Linked DNA regions of Mus musculus: region 1 is linked to region 2. A link is a contact called in public HiChIP or PLAC-seq data. All regions are on one chromosome and are shown on one strand. The core of a region is the stretch at or near the end of the contact, and the rest is flanking DNA. Distances in the headings are between cores, read along the strand shown.

Region 1 (2,700 bases), core at 80-2,579, 360 kb after region 2:
AGTCCAAATGGTTCTAAGTAGCCTAGAAATGATGGAACTTGAAAGGGGAGGGGGGGTCTTAGAAGTGTCCATCTTGGCTCTGACATGCCTTTGTCCCTGGCCAGGCTAGTTGTTGAATACAGCACCACCTGATAAGGTGTCGCTCAAGTCTCACCTTGTCAAGTCTCACCTTGGCCAGTGTATCTGCACCTCCTCTGACATTGTAGAGTTCTTAGATGCTGTATACACCACACCCAGCTCTGAGTGTGCTCCTGTGTGATGGCTAGCCTCCACAGCTCAACTGGGTGCCTCAGTCAGCACACAAGATAGCACACAATTATGTCATAAACTCGATAACTTGAAATAAAGGGGACAACTCACTGGTTCTCCGACAAAAAGGAGGGGGAGAGAGAGAGAGAGAGAGAGAGAGAGAGAGAGAGAGAGAGAGAAAGAGAAGGCAGTCACAACTAACTCTGTTCTGATCATCAGAATACAAATGCCCACTGGGACACCCAACATAACCCAGAAATACAAAAGAAAAAACATGGGCAGCTTGAGGAGGGAGTGCCCAGCAATGCAGAGACTGTTAGTATGGAATTTCTGTTACAAACTATAGAGAAGCCTGAGGTGCCCCCCTCCCCCCAAAAAAGATTCTCTTCTGATGGAATACTGGAAAGCTGCAAGATTTCTCTCTGGCCCCACCCACCTCTGTCTGCATCACGAAAAAGAATTCTATGTCCCCAAATCTAGAAAGCGGCTGTCTTCCAGAGAAGAGAGGTCTATTCTGAATTTGTGGGGGATGCCACCAACAGGAGCACAGACTCAACAGTAGAGTCCCAGCAGTGGACTTCAAAATCAAGCTTGTTTTGAATAGCAATAGTTGGTTCCTTAAATGCAATAAACTTGTTCATTAACATATTGTTCAGGGACACACCTTTACCCTCCCCCAACCTGTTTTGACCAAAGCAGCCCATTTCTGCAAGATGTCCCAAAACTGCTAAATCATGTATGCCTAGCATATTACTGTAGGACCTATAGTTTCTGACATGTATATATCTATAGGTAGTAGCTGGCTTCCACATGTGAATTTGGCTAAGGTTGCTCTCCATGACAGAGCTCAGTCCTCTGGAGTCTCCAGTCATTTGCCTCCATCCTTTGCCACCTCCAGACCCTATTTCCAGATATTGCCTTCAAAACTAGACCATGGCCATGTGAGTCTGTGCACATAGACTCTCCTGCATAGCCCACTTATAATTACTCCTGTCCTATGAGCATGGGTCTAGCCAAGCCTGATCCCCACTCAATCAATTCAGCCTGAGTCATTTGTCAACAAGATGGCTGGTTTCCAGTGTCTGGGTAAGCAGGGAAACATTTCATGAAGTCATTTGACCCTGTCCTTTGAAGGGTGAATAGCAGCGCTATGAATATCTCTGACAAACATTTGAAGGCAGCCTGGCTACTCTGAAATTGTCCCTCCATGAAACAGCTCAGGTAAACCCAGCTGGCTCCCACTGTAGAGACTGCTACCATTTCAACCCATTCATTAGCTATCCCATCTGCTCCAGTTCAAGGTGTTCTGTGTGTCTGTGGTTCTGTTTGTCTGCCTGGCTCCTTCAAGAGTTCCTGGCCTCTGCAGGGCTTAATCCAGGCCTGTCATCTTTCCCAATGATGGAGCTGGGACAGCTGTTGCCTCTTCCTCGATGGTAGGGTGGCTGCCAGGATGCCGGAGGGGCCCACCATCATAATTTCCATGCTTCAAGAGAAGTCTACATGCGCATGATACTTCTCTGAAACTGTAGGAGAGGGATATGCCCCTCTGCCTTTCACACCAAATTGACTTAATGTCTTTCTAAAGAGCTCTGAGCTCATCTCCAGGCCTGCTCAACTTCAAACGGGCCAGTGCTCTCATTAACCTAATTGCCTGGCATTAAGTAACTTGCTTAAATTACCAATTAATGGATGACAATCTGGGTCCAAACAAGACATTTTTAAAGCTATCCCACTAAAAAAAAGAAAGAAAGAAAGAAAAAGAAATCACTTTCAACCATGACCGATGAGCCTCTCCCTTTAGAGGATTATTACAATAATTAGAGTCGCTATGCTCTAAGCCCTGAGGCATTTCTAAAGCAGAGGTAAAAGTGACAAATTCCTGCAGACAGTAGGATCCTTCTCCCGTGATGGCATTTTTTGAAAGGTACGCCATTCAACCAAGCCACACTGAATTATAAAGTCGGTTAAGTGTCAGTTCTGGGGAACATTTGTCCTTGGAGAGAAAAATTTCCCTCAGGAAAAAAAAAATACTATCAGAAGCCCCTGTTGGCTACATTAAAACTAATAAACTCCTGATGATAAATTCCTCAGCAATGAGGAGGCCCCCGCTGCGCAGCGTCTGCAGTCTTTAGTCACAGGGAACAGGAGGCGCGGAGGTTGAATTATTGGCTAGACTCATTTTATTGGTTTGGGTTTGGGCGGGGTGGGAGCAATGGTTGTACCGCAGATTCTTTTCATGTTTCGCTTCCCACCTCCCTCAAGAAGCAGCTGGTTTTGTCTTTAGTTTCAAATGTCAATAAAATAATATGTCCGAGCCATCATTAGAAGGTAAGAATTGGACGTGGATATTTCCCCTAACACCTGAGGTCAATCTCAGCCGTTCTGCTGGAAAAGACACTCAAGACTCAACTAAAGAGCAAGCTGGGGGAGGAATGGAGAGCTGCGGGCCTG
Region 2 (2,700 bases), core at 198-2,697:
CCCACCACTAAGGTACAGCCCGTGAAGTTTGTTTATCTTTGTGTGACAGAAACTCATGTAGCTCAGGCTAGCTTTGAACCTCTCACCCTCCTGCCCTCACTTCTAGAGTGCAAGAATTATAGGCAGACACCACTAGACCCAGTTTCCCCAGTACTTTTTAGTATTGTTGTTGTTATCATCGTAATTGATTAACTAATTAATTAATTAATTAACACTGAGATCCAGTTTCATTACGTTGTTCCAGGTGACCTCTTTCTTATACCCGTGTGCCTCAGCCTCCCGAGCAACAGGAATTCCATGCACTGGAGAGCCCAGGTTACTTTAAATTTGTTTGCATGGACTTAATAATTCTCATGAAGTAAAAACTTTCAACAAATGAAGTTCTAAGACTATTTCGAATATTTCTTTCCCTAGTTGACTTATGGCTCGATGTGGGATATTTAGACAACTCTACAGAATAGGTAATCATATCACTGTGATACTAAAAACAAAACAACACTAAGAAATGGAAACAGACTCCCCTTCCTTCAGAATGCGAAGCTCTGAAGACCTGAGTTTCTCCAAGATTTCCACAAGGAACCTGAAGCTTTGGATTGGCAGTGCTCGCACCTGAGGTGACCTTCAGCAACACTCACTGTGTGATCAAGAAAAAAGAGCCTCCCTTAAAGCTTGCTCTGACAGCTACCTCCACCCCGACCTCCTTCCTGCAGTCCACTAGTTAACAGCTTCCTCTGAGGCTTCCCCTGGGAATCTGCCACCTCTCATAGGTGACTTGGAACAAACAACTCATAGAAGTCGATCCTCTCCAGGTGTCCTTGATGGTCTCCATCATGAGGTCCCCTCTAGACCTTGCTAGGTCCTTAATTGGTTCTTTAGAAATTGGATAGCATGGGAAGAGACATGGACACTAGCTTTCTCATCCTTCAAAGATGAGCAGGGAAGAGCAATGGGTCTCTGAGGGCAATTCAAAGGAGAAAGCTTACAAGTGTTTGTGGAGGATGTCATGAGTTTTATTGCATTTCCCCCTTTTGGTTATATTATTATTATTATCATTATTATTATTATTTCAAAGGAAATATACACACATGGGGAATCACAGGGTTGTGCTGCAAGAAATCATCCATCAAATAGTTTTCCCTTTATTTGTCTTCCCAGGGCAACATGGCTCCCCCGGGTATGTTTTGCTATAGATTATGTATACCATCCAAGTTGTTGAGAGATTCCTTAGGGACCCACTATTGTAAAGCAATATTCCAGGGAACATGGAAAGTACCAGTGCCCGTCCTGGCCTTTGGGTGGTCTCTAGCTCTGCTTCCAGTAGGAGTAATGGATATAGATTCTAGTACATTTCACAGAAATTGGACATTAACAAGGCCTAACCATTGGGAGGCAGGAGTCTTAGTAGTGACCCATCAGAGGCATGTGGCTGGGTCAATCTCTCACCCACAGGGAGTAATCACTAGTATTTTTTTTTAATCACATGACAGCTTGCTTTAAACTAATGGATGAGTAGCATTTAGAATCCTAACAGGAAGGTACTTGATACTACAATTTCCAAACTAACTTCTTTTAAGCAATGCAATATATTTACAAACACTAAAGAGTCAAATTATATTACAGAGTTCAAAAGAAAACTCTGTCTGTATCCCTGGGTAACTCAGGGATACAGGCAATTCTGTAGCCAGAAAAAAACAAAAACAAAAACAAAACAAAAAAAACCCCAAAAAACAAAACAAAAAAAAAACAATTTCCTGAAAATGCAGGGATCACTAAAGGATTTCATGCCATCCAGAACAGGGCAGCCTCTAACATCGACAGACGGAGAAAGAAAAGGAGTTCTGGCTCTTGTCTTCTTCTCTTGTAGCCCAGCAAAGGGCTGGCTTATCAAAAGGCAGCAGTCATATTGTCCCAGGCATATCTGCTGGAGGAAATGTGTGCCCAGGGCGTCGGCAGATTGTCAGGCTCCACAGCACAGTAAACCTCACTACTGTGACCAGGCTTGGCTGCAGCACCCTTGACTTCACCTCCATGTGGAGAGTACATTGTGGGTCTAACAAAACTATTCAGGCTACGCCCAGCATATCCTCAAATACACCTGAGCCCATGGGGAAGATTGGGTTCTTTTTTCCAATCCAAACAGGGTTTCATTTCTCCTTGTAAATGAGCTCATCTAACAAATGCTGTTGCATGTGGGGAGGACAGTCAAAAAGATTGCCAAATACACTCTCCTGGGAGTGGGGTTTTATGGACAGTAGCAAAGTATCAAGCCTCCGCTGCCCTTTCTCACATGTTGCTCGCTTGCACAGTGCCCCATTTTATAGGTACGGGAAGCACTTAAGGTGCTGTGGTAAATAGGTCTCTGTCCACGTGTCCTTTCTAGTCACACCCTTCATCTATTCACCTCTGGGCTGGGGTGTCTTCCTAGAAGCTGATTAATTTAGAAATCCTTAGCACTGTGGTCCAATTCAAACTGATGCGTTTGTCTGCTTTCGGACTCAGGATGACAGGCTGTCGTTTGCTCCTGACTGCATGCGTCAAGGCAAAGGAGAAAGCTCCACACAGCAGAGGTTCTCAGAATCCACCTATAATAGCTGATTCCAGGGCCAACAGGGGTCATTTCTAATAGATGGTGCAGAGCTCCTGGGGTAAAGATTGTATGTGAGTTCTGCTCCTTATAAAATAGAACTGGCCAACTCTACC

The links. HiChIP or PLAC-seq counts read pairs in DNA pulled down with a chosen protein or histone mark.
Region 1: a contact with region 2 is called in a FOXA1 HiChIP or PLAC-seq map of pancreatic cancer cells. The contact joins two enhancer-like sites. A contact is called at or near these places in 1 of 484 Hi-C or Micro-C datasets (nephron progenitors) and 3 of 115 datasets of contacts at active chromatin or transcription factors (forebrain, neural tube and pancreatic cancer cells).

What each region holds. Positions count from the first base shown.
Region 1 is chr1:184,706,397-184,709,096 of GRCm38.p6, forward strand. No RefSeq gene overlaps it. Among named protein-coding and RNA genes, the nearest start is that of 4930488B22Rik, 4.8 kb to the right of the region's middle. Within about 2 kb of position 1,330, at least 20 of the 459 cell types and tissues checked have an H3K27ac peak or open chromatin away from gene starts, as enhancers often do. A contact at or near this core is called in pancreatic cancer cells, where this site is marked.
Region 2 is chr1:184,349,999-184,352,698 of GRCm38.p6, forward strand. No RefSeq gene overlaps it. Among named protein-coding and RNA genes, the nearest start is that of Gm34177, 22 kb to the left of the region's middle. Within about 2 kb of position 1,448, at least 9 of the 459 cell types and tissues checked have an H3K27ac peak or open chromatin away from gene starts, as enhancers often do. A contact at or near this core is called in pancreatic cancer cells, where this site is marked.